Linked DNA regions of Mus musculus: regions 2, 3, 4 and 5 are each linked to region 1. A link is a contact called in public HiChIP or PLAC-seq and promoter capture Hi-C data. All regions are on one chromosome and are shown on one strand. Each heading gives the region's core, a stretch centred on a gene start, on an enhancer-like site or on the middle of the called end of the contact. The rest is flanking DNA. Distances are from core to core; before and after follow the strand shown. Region 1 holds the start of Ptp4a2 (protein tyrosine phosphatase 4a2). Region 2 holds the start of Azin2 (antizyme inhibitor 2). Region 3 holds the start of Zcchc17 (zinc finger, CCHC domain containing 17). Region 4 holds the start of Nkain1 (Na+/K+ transporting ATPase interacting 1). Region 5 holds the start of Pum1 (pumilio RNA-binding family member 1).

The links. Promoter capture Hi-C pulls out the DNA fragments that hold promoters and counts their contacts. HiChIP or PLAC-seq counts read pairs in DNA pulled down with a chosen protein or histone mark.
Region 2: a contact with region 1 is called in an HNF4G HiChIP or PLAC-seq map of pancreatic cancer cells. The contact joins the promoter of Azin2 here to the promoter of Ptp4a2 in region 1. A contact is called at or near these places in 1 of 39 promoter capture datasets (pre-B cells) and 1 of 115 datasets of contacts at active chromatin or transcription factors (pancreatic cancer cells).
Region 3: a contact with region 1 is called in a promoter capture Hi-C map of pre-B cells, with 5 times the contacts expected there. The contact joins the promoter of Zcchc17 here to the promoter of Ptp4a2 in region 1. A contact is called at or near these places in 3 of 39 promoter capture datasets (hippocampal neurons, liver and pre-B cells) and 5 of 115 datasets of contacts at active chromatin or transcription factors (T-cell acute lymphoblastic leukemia, bone marrow-derived macrophages, embryonic stem cells and 2 more).
Region 4: a contact with region 1 is called in an H3K4me3 HiChIP or PLAC-seq map of stem cell-derived neural progenitor cells, with 2.5 times the contacts expected there. The contact joins the promoter of Nkain1 here to the promoter of Ptp4a2 in region 1. A contact is called at or near these places in 2 of 115 datasets of contacts at active chromatin or transcription factors (pancreatic cancer cells and stem cell-derived neural progenitor cells).
Region 5: a contact with region 1 is called in an H3K4me3 HiChIP or PLAC-seq map of bone marrow-derived macrophages, with 3 times the contacts expected there. The contact joins the promoter of Pum1 here to the promoter of Ptp4a2 in region 1. A contact is called at or near these places in 1 of 39 promoter capture datasets (hippocampal neurons) and 5 of 115 datasets of contacts at active chromatin or transcription factors (bone marrow-derived macrophages, cardiomyocytes, embryonic stem cells and 2 more).

What each region holds. Positions count from the first base shown.
Region 1 is chr4:129,816,609-129,822,352 of GRCm38.p6, forward strand. Ptp4a2 (protein tyrosine phosphatase 4a2) reads left to right here and starts at 3,871. Exons shown (of 6, transcript NM_008974.4): 1 at 3,871-3,993.
Region 2 is chr4:128,960,266-128,966,239 of GRCm38.p6, forward strand. Azin2 (antizyme inhibitor 2) reads right to left here and starts at 2,190. Exons shown (of 11, transcript NM_172875.4): 1 at 2,036-2,190; 2 at 1,819-1,939; 3 at 1,098-1,294. The coding sequence starts at 1,202.
Region 3 is chr4:130,357,514-130,362,689 of GRCm38.p6, forward strand. It overlaps Zcchc17 (zinc finger, CCHC domain containing 17), which reads right to left and starts at 2,479. Exons shown (of 8, transcript NM_153160.5): 1 at 2,363-2,479. Snrnp40 (small nuclear ribonucleoprotein 40 (U5)) reads left to right here and starts at 2,619. Exons shown (of 10, transcript NM_025645.2): 1 at 2,619-2,836; 2 at 5,115-5,176. The coding sequence starts at 2,693.
Region 4 is chr4:130,572,261-130,577,522 of GRCm38.p6, forward strand. Nkain1 (Na+/K+ transporting ATPase interacting 1) reads right to left here and starts at 1,776. Exons shown (of 7, transcript NM_025998.4): 1 at 1,569-1,776. The coding sequence starts at 1,622.
Region 5 is chr4:130,660,325-130,666,388 of GRCm38.p6, forward strand. It overlaps Pum1 (pumilio RNA-binding family member 1), which reads left to right and starts at 2,997. Exons shown (of 22, transcript NM_030722.3): 1 at 2,997-3,143.

The DNA.
Region 1 (5,744 bases), core at 2,621-5,120:
TAGATACTGTGTCCAAAAGGAACCTGGCAAGGAAAGGGTTCATTTTACCTTTCAATTTATAACCCATCTCAAAGGAAAGGCTGGGCAGGAACTCCAGGCAGGAACTTGGAGGCAGGAACTGAAGAGGAGGGTATAGGAGAAGTTACTTACTGGCTTGCTTGAAGGGACTCTAGCCAGCCCAAGCATGGCATACACCGCTCTGGCAGGCCTTGCCTTTCTTCCTCATTAAAAACCATTAGAGTATGTTCCTAAAGCCAGACCCCAAGGTCTATTCCCTTATTTCTTATTTATCCACGTCTCCTTCCAAGGCTGACTGCAAAGGTCCAGCCATCAAAGTATTGAAGTCCAGCAATCAAAAGCCCCCTTTGGCTCCCCTAATTAACATGTCAATTAAATTAAACACCTTATCCTAACCTGGAGTTTCCTCTGGACCTTTATGAACTGCATTTGGCCAATGGGCTATGTCTGTCTCTTCTCTATTCAGAGGCAGTTCTTGGTCTTGTTGTCTCATATCCCGTGTTCCCTGACACCACACACACACAAATACACGTTCATCCTCTATCTCCTGTCTTCGTCTCTATTCCCCGACCCTTGTCTCCCTGGGGCAAGTGAATCTTCTATGTGCTGAGAACTTGGTCTTGGGGTGTCCTGAACCCATATTGATCCCTTTTGTTGCTCCTCGTGGCTTGCTCAACATGTTATCTTACATATCCTAGGACCATCAGTCCAGGGGTTGGCGCCACTCATAGTGGTCCAGGCCCTCCCACATCAATCATTAATGAAGAAACTGCCCTACAGACTTGCATTACAGGTAGCATCTTCTCAACTAAAGCTCTCTCTTCCCAAATGACTCTGGCTTGTTCCAAGTTGAAAAGGAAAAAAAAAAAACAAAACAAAACATAAAACAAAAAACTCTAATTAGGACACAAGGTTACATAGCAACTTTATGGCCACACAAAGAGGCCAAGTAAGAGAGCATAAACTCACAGAATGGGAACCAGGGACCTGGGCTGTGTCCCAACCCTAGCACCGCAGTTTCTCTGCCATACCCCCCATTTCTTCTTTAGTACTGCTGTGTATGGCAGGCCCACACAGCGTCTGCTTCCAAGGAGATCATGCACTGGAAAATGAGCCAGGAATACCGCCAGCTTTAGCCTCACATGGGGGCTGGGAGGATTAATAAGCTAATGGCACTTGGAGTGCTTCAGCAATGGCCCTGGATAAACTCAGGGTACTTATGTGTGAAGCTCACTGCCAAGGTGGTTTGGGTTTAATAAGGCACCCGCAGCCCGGTTCCCGCTCTGTTTATGGTGGGGAGGAAGTAAAACTGCCTTGTAACCTTCTCTGGAAAAACTAGGTTTGAGAGGCTTGTATACCTCTTCACTGGCCTACGGGTAAGGCGCAGTGATGGTGACCCTGTGGTCTCGTATAGGTGGGCGCCCGAGGTCTCGGTAGGCTTTCCAGCGCACTCTGCGGGACACCAATTAGTGACGGAAGTCAGAGACTAACACGATTATCTGGGCCCCAGAGGCAGACAAACCCGGGCCAAGTTCTGCCTCTGACGTTTCATTTCTCTAAGCCTCTATTCTCTTTTAAAATGAGTTAATAATACCTTCTTCACAGGGTTATTTAGAAACATAAGTCTGGTAATTTATTTAAAAGCACCTTGCCCAGAGCTTGGAATAGAGTAGGTGCTTTTAAAAATGGCCATTAGTGTAGGTGTTGCTGTTATCCTCATGTTATGTTACTTACTGATATTTTAGGGCCCGGCTGAGAGCCAGGCGGTGGGAAATTCATTCCTTCAGCTATCTACTCATTTGCCCTAGTAGACCGGTCCTGCAGAGGAGAATCATGAAAACAGGCATTTATAGCATGTTGTACATACTATGGTAGGATGTGCATAATAAGGTGTTTTGAAGCCATAAATGAAGCATCCATAACCAGGAAATGCAGCCAAAGTTCTGCTGGGTGGTTAGTTCTTCCTCTCCAGTCTGTCCTTGGAGAGACGCTGCCTGAAGAAAGGCTGGGAGAATAATGCAGGCAACCCTTGCGCAGCCTTCACACCCTCTGCCAGGGGCCTTGATTCTAATCTCTAGACTCTCTTGCTCCTCAAGGCCTTTTAACTCCCACACAGCAAGGCCACACAGACTTGCCCTAAAATACCCCATCCTCCTGAGTTCTGCGCTGTGGCTGTAGGAGGCTGAGTCATTAGATCTTTCTTTTTAAAACTAAGTTCTAAAGGGCAGCTTCTGGTGAGGAGCGATGCTCCAGGACTGCCTCGTGGGAAAGGGCTAATGACCACTGACCACTGCATTTCCTCACAGGGCAAGGGCAGGATGAACACACTGGGGAGCGATAGCTCCAGGGGCATTCTCATTTCCTTGTAAGTGTCAATCCTGGGTGGGCGAGGGTTCCGTGCGGGATAGTGAGTATACACTTTTCTGCCCACTCCCATCTTGGGGAAATCTAACCCACTTCTCAGGCCAGCCTCCAGAGCCTTTTCCTGTTCCACTTGGCAATAGCCCAAACCAGCCTCCCAACTCACCGGGTAACCACATTTTCCAAACAAGAAATCAAGATGCATGAACTGGCTTATAACTTCTGGCCAGGTTTCAAAAGCAAAAGGCAAACAAAAACAAAACAAAACAACACAACACAAAAAACCTCCTTCCATTAGAGAATCTCTAAGATAATCTTCAAAACTGTTAAAATCCAACTCAAACTTTTTTTTTTTTTTGAGGCTCCCAAGAGTTGAATTTAGGGCCTCACATGCAAGGCAAGCTTTTCCCAGAGTTCTATTCCCAGTTCCAATTCTAGAGGTGCTTTCTTTCTGTAGACCAGGCTGGCCTTGAACTGGGTTTAAAGGCATAGGCCACCACCGCCAGACTTTTTTTTTTAATCACGCCCATTCTTCATACTTTATTTAAGTATTGAAGAGTATCTGTGCTGTGAAGACAGTATTCCGCTTAATAGTTGAGAATACCTAGGAAAAAACTTTTTCCTTAATTCTGCATTTCCGTATCTAAAGAGTCTGTGTGTTGCTTGCCCGATAGAGGTCTGGGGAGCAGGGCAGAGAGACTTCGCAGAGATGTTCGAGGCCTCCAGGAAGGACAGCCAAGTATAAGGTACTCGGTTCCCCACTTCTGAGCTGGAAATCCCCGAGCTCAGGCCCCGGTTGCCGCCCAGTCCCAGTCCCAGACCCAGCGGGATCTGGCTCGAGGCGCCTCCCGGGATCCGGAATCCGCCCGCGACCTTGCGGGTCACTGGGTGGCCAGAGGCGCTAACTTAGACCCAGGTGCGGATGGGCGAGTCGCAGAGTGGGCGGGCGCTTCCCTCAGCCACGTTCGTCACCCCGCTACCCCCACCCCGCGCCGGTCACATGTATACGCCTTCCGTCGCCCCCAGTGCCGAGCGCAGCAAGCCACGCGGAGGCGGAGCGCGGGAGGCGCCCAGGGCAGTGGGTCAAAGCTCTGTAGGCAGAGTGGGTGGGGCCAACCGCCGCGAGCCGCCGGCAGCCAATCATCGGTTCCGAGGGCGTGGCTGCGCCGCGCGCGCCGCGCCCCGCAGCGCCCCCTGAGGGGCGGCGGCGGGAGCTGGTCCGGCTGCGCGCGCAGCGGTGGTGGCGGCGGCGCGATCGGCCGGGCTGTAACCGTCGTTCGTCCGGGAGCGGCTGGAGCGGCAGCAGCGGCCGGGCACGGCGCGAGGCGACGCCAGCGGGCAGCGGCGGTAGCGGGGGCAGCGGCGGCAGCGGGGGGGGAACACAGCGGCGGTCGCGGCAGCAACAGTAGCAGCAGCAAGACGGACTCGTGGACACGCGCCGCCGCCGCCGCCGCCGGGCCGGGCCGGGTGTCGCGCGCCGAGGCTGGGGGGGAGTCGTCGCCGCCGCCGCCGCCGCTCCCGCCGCCGCCGCCGCCGCCGAGGTGACTGAGGAGAGAGGCGCCTCCTCGCTCCCGCCTCCGCCGGCCTTCAATGCCCAGTCCCCAGCTTGCCAGCGTGAGTGCGCCCCTCCCGGGCGGCCCCGCGCGGCGCCCGGGCCTCGGGCAGGGGAGGGCGGGAGGCGCCGCTGCCATTAGAGCAGGCCCGAGACACGTCCCCGGAAGGAGGGCCGGGCCGGGCCAGGGGCGGGGAGCGCGGCTCGAGGTGGGGTGAGCGAGCGAGAGAGCGAGAGAGCGTAGAAGAATGCGGGAGAAGGTGCGTGTGCGGGCAGCATGTGTCCTTGTGGGGGCGAAGGTGTGGTGAGAGCGAGTGGGGACGAGGAGGAGCGTGGCGGACTAGGTGGTGTGCAGGGGTGCGCCTGCGTTTGTCCGGCGCGTGAGCACAGGCATCCTGGAGGCCCCTTGGTCTTTGTGTTGATAGGGAACCCTTCGCGTCCAGGGACTTAATTCACTCAAGCGTGGGATCCCTGAGTTGCAGTCAAGTAAGAGAAAAGGGTCTGAGTCTCCCGTGACGCTGATCTCTGGCGTTCTTTCCCCTTTTCGTAAAAATGTATTGTAAATTTATGAATTTCCAGAGATGTCTTTGCCATCCTCCCCACCCCCATTTCCCAGCGCTAACCATCCAAGCTTGACTCTTGTCCCGGAGTCTGAGTTTTAGCCGGTAAAGTATTCGGAAGCGTAAACTTTTTTTTTTTTGGCAAATGCTCAGTGTTGAGGTCAAGGCTATTTAATGAGGTAAGCCGCGGTATCTTTTATCTGTGACTCTCTCGTATCCTTCTGCAGAAAAGCGCCTAAGAAACGGTCATAAATATCGATAAAGTGCCATAGTTTAGTTTCTGCCCTTGGATTTGTCACGAAGTATAAAGTGACTAATCTAGCGTCATTGTAGGCATTCAGCAAATGTTTCAGTTTGGAGTCGCTATTGCTGGATTAGTATATGGTATTTACTTGCTTCCCCGCTCTGTGTTACTGAGCTGTTTCAGACAGGAAGTGAGAGAAGTTGAGCCTTGTTAGTGTGCAAGAGGAAACTAAGACTATAGAAGAACTCACATTATCAGAGCTTCGTTTTTTGATCCTGACACTCTTAGTTTTGGATCGGATGATCGGAAAGAATTGTTAATGGACTTTTTCTATGGGGGATGCAGAAGAAGTTCTTTTGTTTCATTTGTTTTATTGGACTTTTAGAAGTTCCAAATAGGTTCTTGATTTGGTATCATCTCAAATGCTTCATAACAGGTTGGCTTTGAACTCTGATCTTCCTGCCTCAAGTCTCTCCCAAGTGTTAAAGGTATAGGTATATAAGTAGGCTGAGTTGGGGATTTGAGATGAACTGTTGATAAAGATTTTCTGTTTAATGATGTAATCATAGAAGGTAATTGGAAATAAGTGAGTAAAACTGAGCCTGGTGGCAGAGGTCTGTGATCTCAGCTCCTCGGGCATCAGAGGCCAGAGGATGGAAGGTTTCAGGGGCAGTTTGTGAAACTTTGTGAGGCCTAAATCTCAAAATAGTAAAAAAAAAAAAAAAAAGGAGGGGGGGTGTTCAAAATAGTAAAAGGGATCTGAGGATAGCTCTGCCGTAGAGCACTGCCTCGTACAAAGAAGAACTCAGTTTAATTCCTAGTGACACTACTACAAAAAAATGTTGGGAATAAGGAAAGTTAAAAAAAAAGGTGGTTCTTTGTGATAGTGGGTATAGAATTACAACAAAATTCAATATGAAGTTATCTATCATAGTTCTTTTGAGGTCAGGTCTCATCCTGTAGCCTGGCCTGGAACTTAACTGCTGGCCTGACATTTGTGGTATTCTTG
Region 2 (5,974 bases), core at 940-3,439, 860 kb before region 1:
CCTAAATGCTACCCCCACACTTATAAATACATATATACATACATACACATATATATGTATGGTTATACATAGTTATATATAAAATATATGTGTTATGCAAAATAGGTTTTAACCCATAACATTTAATGCTCTGGCTGCATTCTGCATGTCCTTTTAAAGCAGCAGACCTATATATACAGCTATCTGCTCCACAAAAGGCAGATACCGTGGCGTACAGCCCACTGCCAATGTCATGCAAGTGCTCTTCCCACTTGCAAGCCATGCCTGATCCTCACAGACATGGTTGAGGCTGTGGTAAACCCTTCCTGGGACTCATTTTCCTCTTCCTGCAACTTCTTTTTTTTTTTTTTAATGGATACCCATTCGGTGTTGTCCAACATAATAATTGAGGCAGAGGCCAAAGACCTTGAAAGGGCTTGGATCTGGAGAGAAACCGCCCTTAAGTAGTTACAAGTCCCTTTAATAAATGCTATATGGGACTCTACAGAATAAGTGAGTGGCCCTGGAGGCAGAGAATACAGAGCCAGCCAGAAGCAAATCAGGAAAAAGGCAACCGTAGAGGGAGGGAACCCTGAAGACAAGCCCAGCAAAGGCCCAGTGAAACAGCACCTCACATACACAGCGACTCTGCTCTAACTGAGCAGAGCGCAAGCCTGAGCATGAAGCCGGAAGTGCGGCTGGGGGTCCTGGGGCAGTGGGGAGCTGTTGTGGGATTCTGTTCCGGAGACTTGCAGCAGGTGGGAGAAACAGGAGAAGGTCCTGGGGGCTTCGGAGAGAAGAGGACCAACCACAAGGGAGGTTCTCCCGTGAAGTTCCTGGAGCTGGGTATGCCTGAGTGTAGAAGGGGAGAGCGCAAAAGGCAGGTACTCCGAAGTTCCCACCTGGAGTGCTGGGGAGACCGTGAAGGTGGAGATACTGTTCTTTTCTCAAGTCAGGAAACACAGGGAGGGCAGATGTGGGGGCAAGGACCAAGAATTGGAGATAAAGGGGACAATCTAGTAAATATCAAGTAAACAAATACCAATACCGAGAGAATGGGAGGTCTCCTACAGAGAAGAGGACAGGCAACCAACCCACACCCATTTCCATCCCCTCACCGAGGTGGCCTGGGAGGCCCCCAGAGTGAGCTCCTCCAGCAGATCCCGGGTGCTGAAGCCCTCCTCCACCATCACAAAGTCCGATTCACTCAGATAGCCAGCCATGCTGAGCAGGAGGAGCCCAGGGGCTGGAGGAAACCGCTGCCTTGGAGCACCGCTGGCTGCCTTGGCCACCGCCTTAGAAAGTATGCAACACACTGTGGGGAGAGGGAGATGGAGGAAACCGCTGGGGAACAGGCTGCATCCCTCACCTCCCCAGGCCTACGGTCCCTGCCCAGTCATGTTCTGTGCCCTTGCCCAAGCCTGAGAAGCCGAGGTTCGCTGGGAATGGTGAAGTTATGTCTGCTAGAGCCTCAATTACCCCCATCTGTTAAATGGGATTGGTTTGGAGTTCTTTTCCAGTTCTGAAATTTGAAATTGGAAGAAAAAAAATGTGGGGACAGATCTGAGAAACCTAGTTGGGGAAGTCTCCTTCCAATTGAAGGATTTCTCCAGTCCAGACTACACCTACCTAAAGGGCCAAAAAAAAAAAAAACAAAACCCGTGAGCTTGAGTTCGAGTCGGCTCTCTGCTTCATGACCTTGGGTCAGTTTCCCCATTTATAAAAGGTTGGTCCTGACACACTAAGAATGCTCTATGAGCCACGGGTGGGTTCTGTCCGCGGGACGGCTCTCTCAAGTGCAGGGCGGGGGTCCCGCACCCCAACCCCAGGCCTCCTTACCAAGCCCCGTCCTCCTTCGCGGGGGCCAGAGCCAGGCGCGCTGCTAGGGGGGGTCGCCGGTGACCTCGAAACTTGTGCAACACCCCGAGGAGGAGTGGCAATTGCGGAGCCGAGGCCCCTGCTGAGAGGAGGCAAGGGGGGCCGGGGGAAGGGTCAGCGCCCAAAGCCGAGGACGCCCGCTCCCCGAGGCTCCCCCCCAGCCATCTCCTGCACTCGCCTTAAAACGCATTTACACGGCTTCGGCCCATAGGTCTCCCCAGCGAGTGAATCGGATCCTCGGCGCCTCCGCTCGCTCGCTCCCCCCGGCTCCGGCCCCGCGGCCTGCGCCCCGCGCGCCCAGCAGCCACCGACCCCACGCCCCGCCTTGCGCCCGCCGCTCGCTTATATAAGCCCCGCCCTAGCCCCGCCCCGGTGCCCTGGCCCCGCCCCTGCCTGCTCCGTAGCCAGGGCAACCGGGTGCCGCCAGCCCATTGGTCGATTCGGACATAAAGCATTCAGCCCTGCGAGGCTGCTCCGCAAAGCTGCGCAGCTAAGCAAGCTGGCTGACTGATGTCCGCGGAGGTCCACGCGGGGAAATCCTTCGAATCCTAGGCGTCTACGTGGTCTGAGCCGCAGATCCTGCGTCCTGCGTCTCAAAAAGTGACTCCGGAAAACTTTTCTGTCCCTGGCTGAAGTCGATGGCCCCCTGCTCCTCCCCTGGTGAAGTTCTGGCTCCGCCCTTGGAGCCCAAACCTCTCCTGTCTTATTTTGTAATATGACCTTTTACTTAATCGCCTCTTCTAGGCATTTTAAACTCCCAACTCAAATGCCAGCTAAAATGTATTCAAATAGAATTTTTGTGGCTTCACGAGCTCGGGGTGATGCCTTCATTCTCAGAATCCACAAGACTCTGGTGAAATGTGGCTTCGACTCAAAGCATGTCTCCTCTTCTATACACAAATCCCTGTTCATCCATCAGAGTCCAGTGTAATATCTTCCTCTATCGGACCATCCCTGGCCCCGAAACGCAATGGGACTCACAGTCCTTGTCTCTGTCTGACCCCTCCCCTCCTTCCCTTGAGCCTTAATATCAGTTGCTGAGATACCCGCACCTGCTTTCCTTTTTTTTTTTTTTGCCTGATAAAACATCTCAGCTTTGTGCACTCCAAGGGCAGGGACTGAGAGCCGGGCTCCTTGGAGTGCTTAGCATGCGCAGGGTGTTGCTCAGAAGCTAATTCAAGAGTTCTCCGGGTAGAAGTCCGAATGCTGCTTGTCTCTGCGCATGTGGCTGCTGACTGGGAAGAGACAGAATGGAACCTTTCCGGTGCTTGGTAATGGTTACAGGTGTGTGTGTGTGTGTGTGTGTGTGTGTGTGTGTGTGTGCGCGCGCGCGCTCCTTGAGTTATACACATATGATTAATGCCCTGTTGTACCTGTTATGTATACTACGTTAAGAGTTTGCAAGTTTTAGCCGGATGTGGTGGCGCACGCCTTTAATCCCAGCACTTGGGAGGCAGAGGCAGGCGGATTTCTGAGTTCGAGGTCAGCCTTGTCTACAAAGTGAGTTCCAGGACAGCCAGGGCTATACAGAGAAACCCTGTCTCGGAAAAAAAAAAAAAAAAAAAAAAAGAGTTTACAAGTTTTAAGCCAGGCATGGTGGCCCATAGCTTTAATCCCAGCAAATCTCTTAGTTCGAAGCCAGCCTATTCTACACAGAGATCTACTACCAGAGCTACACAGAGAAATCCTGTCTCAAAAAAACAAGAAAAAAAATTACAAATTTTAAGAAAACCCTTGGTAGGGTTGGAGAGATGGCTCAGAGGTTAAGAGCACTTGTTGCTCTTTCGAAGGACCAGGTTCAATTCCTAGAACCCACGTGGGAACTCCACCTAATTCCACACCCTCATCTGACTCCCCTGATCACCAGGCACAAATGTGGTACACATATGCATGCAAGTGAAACATTCATACACATAAATCTTTTAAAAAATAAAGAAGGAAAGGAGAGCCCTTGGCATATAATAAGTACCTCATAAATGCTACTGACTTGCCAAGAATATCCCAAGTTTTATTTGGTAGAAATCTATAGAGTCTCACTTAATTAAACTGCCTTTTAATTATTGCTTGAAGTATGTCTGGGGGTGAGAATGTAGCTCAGTTAACAGAGAGCATCCTGGCATGCACCAACTAAACAGGATATGTTGGTATTGTCTATAATCACAGCATTCAGGAGTAAGAGTGGAGACAGGAGGCTTGGAAGTGTAAGGTCATCCTTGGCTACAAGGGGAGTTCAGAGCCAGCCTGGGCTACAGGGGACCTTGTCTTAAGAAAGAAAGAAACAAAACAAAGCCACTAACCCATCTGTAACATCTCCTGAAGAACAGCCAAGATGTTCTTAGAGAAAAGCAAGTCATTTCGTAAAGCCTTAACGTGTATGGGGCCCGGTTCACATCTCCATCACCAAAAAGGGGAGAGAAAAGGACTTCCTCCCCCAGATATCACAAAACATTCTATTAGGTTGTAGTCCTGAAAACAATACGGTTCTGGGGCAGGAAAAGGTAATTGAATAGTCATGTGGATGGGAAAGCTTGGTTTACAATGAAAGCAGAGTTTCATTCAGACTAGTGGAGCTGAGAGCTTGATCAGCTGTGAACATCCATACACCCGCTGGGCTGTAGTCTTTCTGAAGACAAAGGCACATCCTGTCCAACCTCAGTATCTCCCCAAGACGTATTTTACAACCTAATCAAAATAAAGTTCACAACTGAGGCCATGTGGGACCACGGAGTCGGAGAAAGCCATTTTCTGATTCTCACCTTTCCTGAGCCACCCGTGACAACTGAGCAGGCTGCCTGGCCTCCATTACCCCTGTGAACCAATTGGGTTCACACTGCTTTCTTGAGGTCTAGGTCCTTCTGCTTGGAAGCTCTGTGCTTCCTGTGCACAGGGGTATCCACTGTACACGCGTCACTAGCGGGTTCCTGCTTTGAGAGCTAGCAGCCATTTACAGCATGAGACTCACAGTTCCTGTCCATGAATCCTCTTCCTCTCTCTCAAGGAGCAAGGTTCTGAGATCAAACATCTGAAAGGGGTGGGCCTTGGAAGCCATGGGAGAAGCCTCAAAAGATTAGGCTTAGAGGAGAGGAAACACACTCAAACATTGTTGGCTCTATGTTTTGTTTCTGAAATGGGATCTCACTAGTAGCTCAGGCTGGACTAGAACTCACTACGTATTTGAGGCTAGTCCTAAACCCATAGCAATCCCTCAGCCTTTCCGCTTCCTGTTACAGATGTCAGTTCCTATACCTGACTTCTACTGCTTTTTGCTGTTGTGGCTTTTGATTATTTGGTTTGACTTTGGGGGGGGGGGGTTGGAGTATCTTATGTTGTTGTCGTTATCGTTTGTTTATTTGTTTACAACAGGGTTTCAAGTGGCTCAAACTAACCTCAAACTAGACATGTAGCCAAGGGTGACTTTGAACTTCTGGCAAAACAGGCTTCCAACACCACTCCCAGCTTTAAAATTAACTTGTTATTTGGCAATTTTGTATACTGGTTCTACATTTTAAGTGTTCGTTGAGCTGACTGCATTTTGGGTACCGTGGTCTTAAGTCCTCCTGGGATTAATAGGCACATAGTAGGTAACATTTAGCATCTCTGTGAATGAACAAATCAGAATCTAGTCTATCCATCTGTAATCTGTAAAGGATTAGTTATGAGAAGGAAAAATCTACACCCTGGACTAGGTACAATTAGTCTGCCTTTCTCTTTTTCTCTATTAAGTAAATATTATGTCATTGAGTCAATTTGATCTCTTACATCCTGAGAGCTGCAGTTGTTCCCATTTTGTAGAGGTATCTGAAGCTCAGAGGAGTTCAGTAATTTGCCTAGAATAACACAGCAGGTAAGGGTGGAGCCTAGTGACTGGGTTGGGAGAAATGGCTCTGGCAAATAGGAGAGGCCCTGGATTCACTCCCCAGCATCACTCAAAAGGAAATATTTTTCCGGGCAGTGGTGAGACAGGCCTTTATTCCCAGCACTCGGGAGCAAGTTCCAGGATGGCCAGGGCTACACAGAGAAAGCCTGTCTCAAAAAAAAAGAAAGAGAGAGAGAGAGAGAGAAGGAAGGAAGGAGGAAAGAAAGAAAGAAAGGAAGGAAGGAAGGAAGGAAGGAAGGA
Region 3 (5,176 bases), core at 1,229-3,728, 540 kb after region 1:
CAGCAGGTTAAAGCGCCGCTCTTCCAGCAGATTCGGGTTCATTCCCAGCACCCACACGGTGGCTCATAACAGTATGTAACTCCACTCCCAGAGGATCTGATGCCTTCTTCTGGCCTCCTTCAGCACCAGGCTAATATACAGTATACATACATTCAAGCAAAGCATTCATACACATAAAATAATAATTCTAAATAAACCTAAATAAAATTATGAAGAGCAATATCTAATAACACCCCCCCATCCTCTCTCGAGACACGATTCTCTGTCTCAAGAACACTATGGAAAACACAGACTAGTTTTGAACTCACAGAGATCCACCTGCCTTTGCCTCCTGAGTGCTGGGATTAAAGTAGAGCACCACTCCACCCTGCCTTTTTTTCATTTGCTCTATCCACAGAACAGAGGCCTTAAGCAATTTTAAAATTTTTATTTGGTGGAAGAGGTCTTCTTGCAGTGCTAAGGACTGAAACCAGAGGTCACATCAGCAGGCCCTGGCTCTGTGAGCTAGAATCTCACTATGCAAGGGCTAGAGAGAGGTGGCTCAGAGATTGAGAGCACTTGTTACTTTTTGTGATGGTTTGTATATTCTTGGCCCAGGGAGTGGCCCTATTAGGAGGTGTGGCCTTGTTGGGATAGGTGTGGCCTTGCTGGAGGAAGTCACTGTGGGGGTGGGCTTTGACACTCCTCCTAGCTGCCAGAGAGATTCAATCTAGAAGATGAGGATATGGAACTCTCAGCTACTCCTGCACCATGCCTGCCCTGATACTAATGTACCAAACCTCTAAGCCTGTAAGCCAGCCCCAACTAAATGGTGGCTTTATAAGAGTTGCCTTGGACATGGTGTCTGTTCACAGCAATAAAACCCTAACTAAGACACGCTTACAAAGGACTTGGGGTTAGAGTTTCTAGCACTCAATCGTAGTTCACATGCTAGCACTGGGCATTCCTAAGGGACAAATACATACATGCACCGGGGAGGCAGAAACAGGTGGATCTGAGTTCAAGGCCAGCCTGGTCTATAGAGTGAGTTTCAGGAGCTCCAGCTACATATTGAGACCCTGTCTTAGGGGAAAAAAAAAAAGAAGATGAAACAATGTGTCACGCTAGCAGCCTGGTATGGGTTGAAAATCCCAATGTTGCCCAGGCTAGCTTTGGTTTTGTTGCTTTTGGTTTTGAGACCTCCTGTCTCAGCCTCCAGTGTTGGGACTAAGAGCATCATCCAATCTATTCTGTCCAATTTACTCCCCTGCTATCTCAAGATACTGTTAAACCTGTCTTCAGTCACAGCTCCAGCTTGGTTCTCACTGGCATTGCTGATCAGAACTACTGTTCATGCTCCCGAAATGGTCTATTTACTCCCAGTAAACCTCTTATCTTTCTCCAATCTCATCACACCATTAAGCCTGAGGGATCAAGTCCTCTTTTGCACCACATTCTGGAGGAGAGAGAAAACTATCGCTGGCTTCCTATTAATTTTAAAGTAAAAGCTTCAACTTCCTGCAAATCTTCATGACTTCCAGGTTCATCCCATACCATATTCACTTTAAGCTAGCGCTCTCGCTCTCGCTCTCTCTCTCCCCCCACACCGGCTCTTTGTGTCTCCCTCATCTTTCCGACTGATAGAACCTGCTGTTCTGTGCAGAACGTTCTCCCTTCCTCTCTTCCCCTAATTAGAACCGTCCCATCAGATAGGAACCGCTCAGATGTCTTTTCCTTTAAAAAGCCTTCAAGTTTATATTAGTAACTCACAGCAAGAGGCATCGCTTGTTTAGGTAGTCTTCCGATCAAATGGTTTTTGTTTAACATCAAATTTGTTTAACACGTTTCCCACACTCTGGGGTAGAGGACCATATTTCTTCAGAATGACCCCCAAACGCACTGCACAATAAATATCATTTGGACCACTTTCGAGAAGACCTGGCACGCAAGCATGATTGTTCGATTTCTCAACTAAACTGTGCTTCGGAAGAACCATCTGATACTTTCCTCATCACTGGCTGTCTCGGGGACATAAATTAAAGCCCTTTTAAAAAGACGGCTAAATCAGTGACAACTAAGTCCGCCGCCTCAGCCAAGTCCGGCACTGAAGCCTGGAGGCCAGGACTCGGGCCAGCACAGAGCTAGACGCAGAATTGGCATCCTGCAGAGCAGCTGTCAAGGGATAGCCGTCTGAGGGTTCGAGTCCTGGAGCCAGAGATGCCAAAGCTCCGCTCCAGCCTACCAAGGGACTTCTCTTTCCGGCGACACCTCCTGCCACCCCATGCTGCTAAGGCTGATAGCTGAAAAGGGCAGGCTCAGGCCTATCACCACCTCGCACCTTCCAGATTGGAACAGCCACCCGCCTGATTCCCCACACACTCACTCCGCGTCCGCGCCTAGCAGGACAGCCGCTTCATAGCTAGGAACGCCAAACCTGCTCCGCTCGTTCTCACCCACGATGCACTGCGCGCCCGAGGGGGCGGGGGAGAACGCCAGCTCCGCGACCCAATCCCAGAGTCGCCTTCTCGTGACGTCATCAGAATGGGACCAATCACAAGAGTGTATTCAGAGGGCTTTCCAGAAGGAAATGTTAGAAGCCAATTGGTTGCTCCTCTCCGGAAGTTCTGGAGGAAGAACTCAGTTGGAACCAATTGCGCGGCGCCTCCGGTCGGCGGCGCGGTTAGTGGCGGCGCCGAGGAGAGTGGCTGCCGCCATGATCGAGCAGCAGAAGCGTAAGGGCCCGGAGCTACCCCTGGTTCCCGTCAAGCGGCCGCGACATGAGTTGCTGTTGGGAGCGGCAGGAGCCGGCCCCGGAGCGGGGCCGCAGCAGGCGACTCCAGGGGCATTGCTGCAGGCGGTAAGTGGGGAGTCATCCCGCCTTTGGCCCTCCGCCCCTCTTCCTACGGATGATGTCGCCTCTGAGGGAACGGAAAGACAGTGAGCCTGAAGTTAAAATAGGCTTCTGTGAAGGTGCCTGGTGTTCTCTGTGTGGTTCATACGTGTTTCCCTAGTAGACGCCTGTTTTCAGCCCTTCAGTGGCATTGAATCATTTAAAACCTTGGCCTCAAAATCAAGACCCAAGCTTCCGCATCCTAAATCTTCAGGGGTTTAGCATAAAAGAAACATTCAGGAAAGTTTGCAGAGTGGACGAATGAATGAGAGGGGAGGCAATGGAAATGAATGATAGCTCGCTTTACTACCTGGTAGAACTTTTTTCTTTCTCTGCATTTATAATTGTAATTAACACTCGTTGGATGTTATCTTGGATGTTTTGCGTGTGAAATTTCCATTAACCATGGTACCTGACTGAAAGAAGCTGTTACTTTGCAAATGGGGAAGGCAAACTTTTTTGTATCCAGAAGATCCATGGCTCCAAGCCAGTGTAGGCTATTTATTATGGCAAAGTCCTGTTGAAAGAGAGAAGAGAAGAGATCTGTGTAACTATGATCTTTTTTTTTACCTTCTTGTTAAAACTGTTTTTATGTCATCTGACATCACTGCAGGTAGAGCTTAATTTAGTATTCCTGGTTTTTGTCTTTGAACCAAGGATTGGTTATTAATCCAGTAGCCAGGGGAATCATGGAAATATTAAGTCACATGGTATACTCTGCTGAAAACATTATGTTGGCTTTCTATTGTGCGTTTTTTTAAAAATCAAATTCTCTGTAATAATCCCCTCCTTACCTTGTTCATCTACCAGTTTTCTGGCATGTCACTTGGCTCAAGACACCGACTTATAATGTTCTTTCTTTCCTTGGTGCTTTTGCTGGAATGTTCTTTTAAATGCCCACATGGTCAGCTGTTTGCTCTTTCAAATCTTTGCTCAGACACCAGGTTTTCAGAGGGGCTTTCCTGACCACTGTGTTTCAAGTTGGAGTGTCCTGTAATCTGGAACCCATACTGTTTCTTCCCATGGCACTCAGCACTGGGTGGCTCTGTGTGCCTTTCTCTCACTTTCCACTAGAATGCAAGGTCTACTGTTTTACTGAGTGCTGTTTTAGGCGTGTGTGTGTGAGTGTGTGTGTGTGTGTGAGTGTGAGTGTGTGTGTGTGTGTTTCATATGTGGGGAGGGGGAACTCAGTGGCCAGAAAAGAATGTTGGATCCTCTGACCCTAAAGTTACAGCCCTTGAAAGCTGCCCATTGTGGATGCTGGGAACTGGACTTGGGTCCTTTAGAAGAGCAGTAAGTGCTCTTAACCACTGAGCCATCTCTTTAGCCAACATGTGACACTTTTTGAATAAAAATGTTGGATGAGTATGATCTTGGTACATTATTTGCATTTATGGATATATCAAAATGAAACCCATTGCTTATAGATAGTACATGATAATAAAAATAAGTAAGTCTGCCGGAATCTGCTAAAGAGATTTCAGGATTATTGGTAGTACACTTGTTCTTATTTAATGAGTAAGATTGCCTAGGTTTATTCTCCAAGATCATAATCAAATCTACTTTGCTAAGCCTGGCACAGTGATACACACTTGTTCTTAGGAGGACTGAAAATTTTAAGACCTTCCTGGGCTACATATTAAGACCCTGCTCATTCCCCCAAAATCTATTTTGCGTAATAAGCTGTACCATACAAGGTTTTTCAAAGGCTAGCTGGGTGAACTTGAGACAGGAAAATGGTGACTAAAATGAAGAATGTACCTGTACTCCCAGAGCTTCATCTCTTTGGGGAAAAAGAAAGGCAAGAAAGGGAAATTCAGGTAGTGATGGGGCTTTGACCGCCTGCCCTGGAGCTAGTGGAATACTGGTGTGGGGAGGTACCTCACTCAAAGTAGGTTAGTTTGAGTGATGAAAGACAGACTCTGAGGAGGAAATATTTAAAAGATACAAAATAAGGAAGGTCTCTTGTGAAAGACATCTTTCTATGTTAAGATTCTGAAGCATAAGTGGATTCAACATGATCAAGCAGTCAGAAGTCGTCTGTGGAACAGAGACAGCCTTAGGGAGAAAAAAGCGCATTGGGCATATGCTGGACTGTCCAAGGGATTGTCAGAGAGTTCTGTGAGCAGGGGTACTATCGCTGACCCAGGTGAGATCTGTGCTATCCCTGACCCAGATGAGATGCGCTGCCCCAGCTTTCCTTTGCCTGTGGACAATGGCTGCCTCACACTTGTCTTTGGTTTAGGGACCGCCCAGGTGTTCTTCCCTTCAAGCTCCAATCATGCTGCTCTCGGGACATGAGGGGGA
Region 4 (5,262 bases), core at 526-3,025, 750 kb after region 1:
ACTCACACACACAGACACGGATGTACAAAATTTTTAAAAATAAACCTTTTTTTTTTTTAATTAAAGAAAAGGAATTCTCTAAAAAAAAAAAAGTTTGAAGATTTCTTGGCATTTTTATGGTCCTAAAAATAGAAAACGGAGAATATTTCTACTGTGAGCCCAGATCTGCCAAATAACCAGTTCTTCGTTTAGTTTACAAATATTAATGAGGTGTCAAGGGCTGCCCAGCTGCTGGGGTTTTAGCAGGAACAAAATGAGCTGTCTCTGCCCTTTTGGAGTTTCCATCCTACCTGGTGGTGATTAAGCCCCTCTGCCGTCCTTGAGAATGACGCCTGACAGACCAGGTGGCCTTCTGAGGGGCAAAACACCAACACACCAATGTGGGAGGAGAGGAGGTTCTAGCATGGCCCAAGAGGACGATGCTGTGAACAGCAGGCGCCGCAGGGCCGGTGACTCAAGGAAAGGTGAGAGGACAGAGGCCACCAGCACATCTCACTCAAAGCTTCCCACCACCCTGCGCACCTGTGGGGAGGAGCAGGTGCTGGCCGGAAGGCAGATCCAGACCACGGGACCCATAGGAATGAGGCCCCAGGCTCCTCCACAGACCCGATGCTATCAGCAGTTCCTACACAACAGTGTCTTGAGTAGAAGCATAACACAGTTCCAAGGGAGGCAGGAGACCCCCGTCTCTTCTCTATCACCCTCCCAATACATAGGCAAGGACCTCAGCTACTCTTAGCCTCCGGATTCACTCTGTTGCCCTCCAGTTAAAGACCTCATTTTCCCCCAAACTGGGGCCAGCACAGAGCCCCGAGATGCTCTGATTCTTCCCAAGACACTCAAGTGTCCTCATCCAATGGGACCAGGGAACTCTTTACCTGACCCCACCTCACCCGCTGCTGATAGAACAGATGGCTCATGGGACGCTGGAGGACTCGGTGGTCAGACTAAAGAGAACCACAGAGTGAGTCCGGTGCCTGCCAGGTTAGGCTGGCCCGTGATACATCAATTCCTGATCACCCCCCTCAAGGAGGTAGTTCTCCATCCCTGGCCACCCAGTCAGGAGGGTGCTGGGAGGCAGGAAAGCAGCACAAAGGACGGCCGAGGGTTCTCAAAGAGTCTCAGGTCCCACCACCCAAACAAGAAGCAGAAATGGCCAGAGATCTAAAAACATTCCAGAGACATAATACAGGAGCAGAAAGAGACTTTGTGAGAAACGCTCACAGGGGCGGAGCCCAGAGGGATGAGGTACCCACGGAATCAGCGATCTGGAGGGGAACATTCGGGCAGGGACCTCTCCGAGTACACAGACCAGCCTCGGACACACCCCCAGCCCCAAGGGAGCCACAGTCCTGGGGCGCAGCCCCCCAGCGGGAGCCCACGCACCCATTGCGAACCGACGCGTGCAACCCGGGAGCGTTGGACCGTGCGCGCGAGCGCGGGGCTGAGGCGAGGAGCGCACACAAAGGGACAAGCCGGCCCGCGCGGGGCAGACTCCGCCCGGCCACCCCGCACCCCGGGTGGCGCCCACGCACCGCCGCCGCCCCACCCCGCTCCGCGCGGCTCACCAGCTGCAGGCAGCAGAAGGCGACCAGCGTGCAGCGGCCGCTGCACTTGCCCATGGCTCCTCCTCGCGCCGCGCGGGGCCGCGTCGTCTCGATGGCGCCCCGGGGCGGTGGGGCCGGCGACTAGGGCCGGGTCTCCAGAGCCGCGGCCGGCCGGCCGCACCCCAAGTGCATGGTGCGCCCGGTCCGCGCGGGCTCCGCCGCGCCTCCTTTGTCTGCGGCCGGCCGTCGGCACACCTCCCGCCCGCGGCGCCGGCCAGCGCGCAGCGGCCCCCGCAGGCACCGAGCGCGGCGCGGTGCAGCACTGCCCAGCTGGGGCAGCCGCCCGGGCGCTCGGCAGCCGCCGCTTCCCGGCCCACCACGTGGCTCGGCCGCCACCCCGGAGGGAGGCGAGGGAGGGGCGGAAGAGCGAGGGGGCGGGGGAGGGGAGGGGCGTGGAGCGAAGTGGAAGAGTGCGGGTCCTGCGCGCTGGCAGCTCTGGGTCGCGTCCAGACTGCTGTTCCTTAGCCGTGTCACCTTGGGCAGATCACATTACCTCTCTGGACCACCCCCGCCCAGGGGCCTCAGGGGCAAAGTAGGAAAAAAGTCTCTTGGATGCAGTCCTGTAAACCCAACAGTAGCCCTTAGCTTGGCCAGCTGAGGGAGTTGGAGCCACCCTACCCTGGAGTTCCAACTTTGCCCTTTATTTTCATTTGAGTTTTCAGCCCAGCTCGCCAGCCCTCCTGGTTTCCCGGCCACATTTTCTTCTTTCTGTCTTTCCTTCAGAACCTGGTATATCTTGGGTTTATGAAAGCCAGAGTGCGCTTGAAGCGGTCTTCCGTTCTCTTGACTCTTCATAGCTCAGGGACCGGAATAGTCCGGTCCCCAGTTTGGCTTCTCAGAGATCCTCCTGCTTCAGCCTCCCAAATTCCAGATAAACGCGTTTTAAAACACGCAAGACAAGTGGATAGAAAAGCCCTGGATTTGATCCTAGTACTCTCAACAGTGACAAAACAAAAGGCCCCCCAGGTATTCCCAGAATCAACCATCGCACACTAAACACACACACAAGCACATGCACACACGCACACACCACCAAAAAGCAACTGGGATAACAGTGGGGACTCTTCTCAGCCACTGTTAGGGAATGGCAGCTGTGTCCAGCCAGTTTCCATGATTAGCTAGGCTTCCTGGAGTCTGTCCCAGACTCTATACCCAGAGCATAACTTTACGTGGGGACTGGGACCCAGCTTTTATCAAAGTCTCCAAAGAGTCCTGTTTCCCACAAAGGAAGCGCCAGCCCGGTCCCCACTGGATCCCCTGGAGGCTTCGGGTGAGCCCATGTCAGTTCTCTCTTCCATGCTGACAGTGTGCTCAGAAGCCCTCACCGACCCAAGCACTGGACACATGATGCCTCTCTCCTTACAGTGACTGGGTTCTGCTAGGCTCTGACCAGCTCTGCCAGGCTCTTGAATGTCCCAAATGCCACAGACCCAAGGCCTGGCCACCTCACTCCAAGTCTGAGCTACCCTCTGTCCAAGGTCATTTATTTCAATCCTGCCCTACTAAATCCCAGGCTTCCACGCCCTCTGGCCCCTCTCTGCTTTTAGGTTTGTTCTTTATTTATTTATGTTGTATGTCTGTGTTTAGGTTGACACATGCTAGAGCACCCTGTGGCTCTCAGAGGACCATGAGTAGGAGTTAGCTTCCTCTATGTGGGTCCCAGTGATCAAACTCAGGTCTTCAAACTCAGTAGCAAGTGTCTTCACAAAAAGCCATCTCTGAGTCCCAAGGTTGTTCTGCTCTGAGATCCTTATGTGCAGTGCAGTGGACGCTGTTTCATCTTTAGTGTTTTAGTTGAGGCCTCACTCCTTGACCCTTGGTCACCCAGGGAAATCCCCTCTCTGGCTCATTCCAGCCTTCGATACCTCCATGATAGCTCATTCTAGAACCTTCTTAGCTTCCTGTGAGCAGTATGAGGACTCGGTTTGGTGATTTACCTTGGCTTCCCCAGGCCTTGGATCACAGCAGGACTCTTTGGCTGTGAGCAGACTGGGGTAGCATGCATGTTATACACCCTGTGTCTTAATTTGGGTTACTATTTCTAGAATAAAACACAATGACCAAAAGCAAGTTGAGGAAGAAAATGTTTATTAGTTTATGGTTCTGATCCATAATCCATCACTGAAGGAAGTCAGGACAGGAACTCAAACAGGATGATGCAGAGGCCATGGAGGAGTCTGCTCACTGGCTTGCTCCCCATGGCTTGCTCAGCCTGCTTTCTTACAGAACCCAGGACTATCAGCCCAGGGATGGTCTCACTTGGAATGGACTGGACCTTCCCATATCAATCACTAATTAAGAAAGTATTCAGCAGGCTGCCTACAGCCCAGTCTTATGGAGGCATTTTCTCATTTGTGGTTCCCTCCTCTCAAATGGCTCTAGCCTGGGTCAAGTTGACATAAAAGTAGCCAGCCACATGCTGCTTCCCAGCACTGGGTCGGTCCCCGTGGGCACCTTTCTGTTCTGAAGCTTGAAGTTCTTGGAAGGAGCCAACACAACTGGACAAGCAGAGGCCGTCATTTCTGGCAAGGGGTTCAGAACTGGGGATGACACGCGTGGGGGTGGGGCTTGCAATCCTTATCACGAGGAATGACTAACAGAGGACTAGGAAAGGCTGAAGCAGGACTCACAAAGGAAAGACAGCCATGACTCAGAGCACAGCCACATTTCCTGAGTGGGAAGGCGGGGTCGTGGTCAGGTTTCAGGGAGGTCGAGCAGACAGGGATGGGAAGAGGGTCCTGGGAAGTCCCTTTTGCTCTTGACCCTAACCTGAGGCTAGGCAGGGCCTGTGGCTTTCACCCTCTGGGGATGAGAAACTGACAGCCCACGAACAGGTTTTCATGATCTGACTGAGAACTCCCCCTCCTCTCACACCAGAGGGCTGAACGTGGCCACTAATTATAGCTTCTGGGACATTCTCTGTCACTAACCAATTCTTCAAACCAGCTGGGTGTCTGATGATTCAATTCACTTATGGCTTGAACTACCTGGGACTCAGCACAGACCCCTACAGGCGACGGATTCAGTCTCCTAAGCAGGCACCCCTGCAAGAGGCCAGTCCCAAGCCTCTGGCTACCATTTGTCCTGCCAGTGGACAGGCTGTGGAGCTCCTATGACCCCCTCCTTGTGTTCCGTAATTAGCTAGATTGGCTTGCAGAGCCTTGCAGAATGGCTCTATTATAAAGGATGCCAATGAAAAGGTGTACCCAGGGTGGGGTCCTCAGTGTGGGATGCTCTGTCTCCGTGGGGTTGACATGTTCACGGTTCATCAACCTGGCAGCTCTAAAAGGAGCTCTTACCTCAAGGGTTTGCAGATACCCCCATCTCCAGGCCTCAGGGAAGAAAAGTGGGCGGGGCTAAAGGTGTCCACCTGCTAATCTTTTGATCTTTCGGATGACCCGCCCTCTTCTGAAACTTCCCAGGGGCTGCCCTTGGCCTAGGAGAGCTCCTGAGCATGACCTTGGGAGGACAGAAAGGTGCTTCATGACTATCAAAAGATGCCCCTGGATACAGCCTCCTGATACAGCCCTTCAATCCTAGTTCTCCAAAGGAAGAGGCAAGATCAGGGCAGGTCTGGATTGCATAAATTTCCCCTTAAAAAACCGCCCTAAGTGGGCTGGAGAGATGGCTCAGCGGTTAAGAGCACAGACTGCTC
Region 5 (6,064 bases), core at 1,747-4,246, 840 kb after region 1:
CTGAGATCTGCAAAGAAACACAGTGCTTGTTGGAATGGTAACGGTGTAGCAAAGAAAACAAGGGAAGCCTTTGGAGGGGGAGTTTACAACTAAGCTAGGGGACAAGTGTTGAAAACCAAGGTTTATAATAAAGTGTCTTTTCAGAAAATTAGAAGACTTATAGAAGTGTCTTTACAGTGTTTACAAACACAACTACACCCCCCCCCCCCAGACAGGGTTTCTCTGTATAGCCCTGGCTGTCCTGGAACTCACTTTGTAGACCAGGCTGGCCTTGAACTCAGAAATCCTCCTGCCTCTGCCTCCTAGTGCTGGGATTAAAGGTGTGGGCCACCACTGCCCGGCTTTTTTTTTTTTTTTTCATTTTTGAGACTGGGTTTCTCTGTGTGGCCCTGCCTGCCCAGGAACTTGCTCTGTAAACCAGTCTGGCCTGGAACTCACAGAGATCCACCTGCCTCCTTCCTCTGTGTGCTGGGATTAAGGCATGCACCACCATGCCCAGTTTATGTTTTTTCATTTTAAAACAGGAGTACTGGTGTCCTGTCTGTCTACTATGATTAATATTTTGTAGTCTGGCAGATTTATTGTTTATTTTAGTTTGGAATTTTTTTGTTTCTTTTGGTTTTTTTTGAGACAGGGTTTCTCTGTGTAGCCCCGGCTGTCCTGGAACTCACTCTGAAGACCAAGCTGGCTTCAAACTCAGAAATTCTCTTGCCTCTGCCTCCCAAGTGCTGGGATTAAAGGCATGTGCCACCACGACTGGCAGAAATTTTTTGTCTTTTTTTTTTTCCAGAGCTGAAGACCAAACCCAGGGCCTTGCGCTTGCTAGGCAAGTGCTCTACCACTGAGCTAAATTCCCAACCCCAGAAATTTTTTTTAAAAGAGCAGTCAGTGCTCTTAACCACTGAGCCATCTCTGCAGCCCTAGTTTGGAAATTTTAAGTTGGATAATGAGTAAGAGTCTGAGGGCAGCATATGTCACACTGGTAAACACTTGATAACAGTGGTCTCAAGAGTCTGCTGGAGGCTGTGCTCTGATAGGGTTATTCTGGGGTTGGGTTTGTGTCTTAGAGCCTTTGAAAGTAAATTTCTTTAACAAGATCAGAGATGGGTGATGTTTACTCCGCTGGGATTGCCTCATCTGATTGACTAGTGAGTCCTCAAGACGAATATCTCCTGTCTATGGCTAAACCAGCATTAAAGTCTTACCAAATGGATGACGGAAGCTGAAGTTCAACCTAAGGAAACTAAGCGGGACAGCGGTGGGACCATCTTTAATCTTAGCACTCGGAAGGCAGAGGCAGTTGGACCACTGAGTTTGAGGCCAGCCTGCTCTACAGAGCAAGTTCTAGGACAGCCAGGTCTTTACTGAGAAACCCTGTCCTGAGAAACCAAAAAAACCAAACTGAATCAACCAACCAGACAAACAAAAAAAAAAAAAAAAAAAAAAAGAAAGTAAAGAATTAACTATGGCTCTCAGGACGAAAGCATGGAGCCCAGAGTTGTCTGGTAAGAAGCTAAAAGGTGTAATTTTCTCATATCTGTCATCTTTCTTCCTCCTGTGTGCTTGCATACTATGGCTATTCAGTACTGTCCAGGGCCTTGGCCTGATGGAGCTAAATGCATTATCTACTTGATTTCACAAAGCATTGTTAGCAGTGTGGGAAATGAAGGTTCAGTTAAGGAATTTCAGGTCTGGTTACAAGCTGGCTTTCTGAATAGAGTATGTTCTTGAGTTTGAATATCGAGACCTGGTGGGGGGGGATGTAGCTCAGTTGTTTGGTAGGGTGTTGCCTGGCATATGTGAAGTCCTACATTTGGTATGTCTGTAGTAACAGAAGGAAGGTATGGAAGTAGGCTCAGGGGGTCAAGGTAATCCTTAGCTACACAGTGAGTTTGAGGGCAGCCTGGCTCTATGACACCCTATCTCAAAAACAGAAATAAAAAAAAAAGCGAGGTGGTGGTGGCATAGGCTGTTAATCCCAATACTCAGGAGGCAGAGGTGGGGATATCTCTGTGAGTTCTGAGGCCAGCCTGGTTTACAATGGGAGTTCCAGAACAGCCAGGGCTACACAGAGAAACTCTGTCTTGAAAAATCAAAAAGAATTTAAAAAGCCTAAAAAACCTAAAAAAAAAAAAAAAAAAAAAAAAAAAAATTGAACGGTTCTTGAAGGCAGAGACAGGTGGATTTCAGTAGGTTAGAGAGCAGCCCAGCCAGAGCTACAACAAAAGACCCTGTCACAATAAAAACCAAACCAGGGCTGGAGAGAGGGCTCATTGGTTAAGAGCACTGACTGCTCTTCCAGAGGTACTGAGTTCAATTCCCAGCAACCACATGGTGGCTTACAACCATCTGTAATGGGATCTGACACCCTCTTCTGGTATGTCTGAAGGTAGGACAGTGTAATCACATACAAATGCATCTTTAAACCAACCAACCAATCAACTGAAATGGAGTGCTTGCAAACACCTCTGGCTTCTAGTTCTCAGCTTAATTTGCTTAGTTTCCATCTTGATATTTCTAATGACCTTTGAACAAGGGTCCTGCCATTGTCATTGCGCTCCAGATCCTGCAAATTAGGTTGAGGTCCTGCCCTCCATCAGCATGGTCGTTCTGTTGCTCTTTTCTTTTGTATGTTACACTGGGGAAACGAGGCAGGAAAAGATGCAAAAAGGCCAGGAGCCAGAGGGCTAGAAGGGGTTCGAACCCAGACACTGGCCAGGCTGTGCCAAGGTTCAGGCACAGCCCCAGGTTGGCGTCCCCTCCCCCCCACGGCAGCCCGGGCACTCCGTGCGCGCTCCCGTGCCTCCCACCCCGCTCCCTCCGCGGCGGCGGCGCGCGCTCGCCCCAGCGGGCGGGCACAGCGGTTGTGTGGCCTGCGAGTTTCCCCGAGTTCACACAGGCCCTGCCGTTGGCATGGCAACCGGGCAACCTGTTCCAGAGCCGCCCGCCCGCCCGCCCGCTCCGCACACGCCGCTGCCACCGCCGGAGCTGGGGCCGGCGCCGGCGCCGCTCCCATGATGCACCGCGTCAGCCCAGTCCCCAGTGGGCCGCCATGTTGTCGGAGTGAAAGGTAAGGGGGAGCGAGAGCGCCGGCGAGCGAAGATCGGGGGGCCGGAATCCATCTTCATCCTACCGCTCCGCCCGTGAGTATCCGCGCCCCGGTGGCCCCAAACCGTGCTCCGAACCCCCAGCGAGCCGATGCGCCTCTCGTATTGGCGTTTGGCAGCGGTTGGCGGGGCGAGAAAGGGCTTAGAGACGCCGCCGGGCCTGGCGGAGGCACCGCGCTCGCTCCGCTCGTACGTGTTTGGGAGGCGGCAGCGAGGCCCTATTGTTATCCGCGAGGAGGGGGTGGGGAGCGGGCCGCGGCCGGGGCCCGGCTCGCCCGCGGCTGCCGGCGGCTCCGTGCCTCCGTTCGGCCCTGCCGGGAGTCCCTAGAGGTTGGTGTTGCCGTTCGGCTCGGCTTCTTTTTTTTTTTTTTTCCTTCCTCCCCTGCATTTATTTATTTATTTTTTGGATGGATCTGAGCAGCCCCAGGTCCTCTCTTGTGGCCGCGGAGTGGAGATTCTGTGGTCCCGCGGGCTCCTTGGACTTGGCTGGAGCTTCCGTGGCAGCGCCGAGGGAGGAACAATACAAGGCTTTAGAAAGCGGGCGGTGGGCCACGGTCCTCGGGCGAGCCCCCCATGGTGGTGGGGGAGTGGGCGATCTTGCAAGCCTTGAAATATGGAGAGGTGACCATCAGGAAGTTTCGGATCGCTTTTTAAGCGCCTGGGTTCCTTGTGGCCTTTTGTTTCTGTGAGAGCTTGTGTGTGTTTTCCTCCCCCTTGAGGAGGGGGTGTTCTTCCTCTCTGATCCTCCCTGTGTTGGTGTGCTTCCCTCTCCAAGGGGCTTTCAGCAGGTAGTAGGACAAACATGTAGATAGCTACACAGTGCTACAGTTTCGGTCCTCACGAACGCGGTGGGTAAACATGGGTCATTTGTTTGACTCGTCAGTACCACTCCCACGTTAAGGGAGGAACACTCCAGTAACTTTTCTCCAGTGAAGCTCACCCCTCTTCCCAAGAGCTCCCCTCCCACATCGCGAGGAACTCCCACATAGATGACCAGAGAAGGCTTTATCCCCACCATAACTTTGAAGGATTGTTCGTTTTCATTGTGCAAATTACGATAACGCTTCGTTACACTTGATCATTTTGCTCACCCCATTAATTACTGGGATTATTAAGATGATTTATGAGGGCTTTTGGGCGTTCAGTTTTTAAAGCCAGTTACTTCTGAAGGTAGGATTGTAGCTTGAGCTGTTTGCTTTGGTGTAAAAGTTACTAATGTGGCTCTCCTTTTAAGATAAGCAGCTTCCTTCAGGGTTTTTAGTAAACCATTTTGACCCTTTGCTCATTGTAACTTTGTAAAACACTAGGGGCTGCGGATCTTTATCTGAAGGTTTGGAAATACTGGATTCTGAACTTCTAGTATTTTGTCTTTCCACGCTTGAGTTCATCTTGTCTAAGGCCACAGCTTTTTGAAGTTGGGATTTGTTTAGTTTGAGTCTGTGAACTGCTTTAAGATAAATTTATGTCCACAGAAGGTTTGTTCAGTGTAGTAAAAATAAACACCTATCAGCCCTGAGCATCTTAGTGAATGGAGATAGATTAAACCATGCTGTTTTGTTTAAAGAAAAGTACTATTAGTGATATTAAAAAGAAAAAGTAAAAACAAACTCCACTGTGATCTTGACAGTGTGAAAGCTAGGAAGTACTAGACTAGGCTTGCTACTTCATTGCATTGCTTAAAATATTTGTTTCTAAACGATAGGTCATTTGCTTAAAAAAATCAAATTTTAAATACTGCACATAATTTCTTAGTGAGTGTTGAGAGACCCTAAAAGGTACCATCAGTTTCTTGTTTTCTGGTACTTAGGTGACAGATTATTAGTTTTTGTTCTGTCAGTGCCAAGATGTTACAGAATTCTCTCAGACACATGTTAGTGCTGAGGTGTTTGCTCACTTTTCAGTTGTCCCTCTTGCCAGGCTCTCCCGTGTTTGAGAAACTGCCTTGCCTCATTGGGTAAACCAGGAAGTCTCAGGGCTTCCAGACAGCCTTAAAGAGGCCAATTGTTTTGTTCTAATATTTTTGTAAGTGACCCTTCCCCAGTTATATTTTAGAATGAGATTGCTTTCAGGGACAATCTCTTATCATTTGCTTATTTATTTATTAGTTTTTGAGACAGGGTTTCTCTGTGTAGCTCTGGCTATCTTGGAACTCACTCTGTAGACCAGGCTGACCTCGAACTCGAGGTTCATCTGGCTCAGCCTCAGACTCCTGACTGCACAGCCACTGGCCAGCTAAACTCCCCCCCCCCCCCAACACACACACAGGGTTTCTCTGTGTAGTCCTGGCTGTCCTGGAACTCAGAAATGAGTTCAACTGCCTCTGCCTCCCAAGTGCTGGGATTAAAGGCGTGCGCCACCACGGCTAACTTTTTCTTAATTTGAAAATTCATAGGTAACTTTTCGCAGTTCTTTTATGTTAGAAAATACTACATTTACTATTTTATGAATCCTCTTGATGATTGAGGCTCTGTTGCCTTGACTGGTGTGGAACCTTAAGCGTAGTGATTTGAGAAAATTTAAAACTTTCTATATACCTTTCAACTTAGTGATTAAAAGCTATCAAAAACCAAGGCATGGGGGAAAAACTTCCTTTAGAATCTGACAGAGAGATTGTTAGTTTGATGGCAAAACTAGAGTTTTGTTGCATCAGTTGGCCTGAAGTAAAGAGATGGAGAGTCAGTCTCTCTCTCTCTCTCTCTCTCTCTCTCTCTCTCTCTCTCTCTTTTGAGACAGGGTTTCTCTTTGTAGCCCTGGCTGTCCTGGAACTCACTTGGTAGACCAGGCTGGCCTCAAACTCAGAAATCCGCCTGCCTCTGCCTCCCGAGTGCTGGGATTAAAGGCATGTACCACCATGCACAGCAAGATGGAGATTCTCTTGTAGAAGCAAATGTACTATGAAATATGAATGGACTGAGGTCCTTAAAGAACCAAGTGAGGAGGGCTAGGGAGGCTGCTGT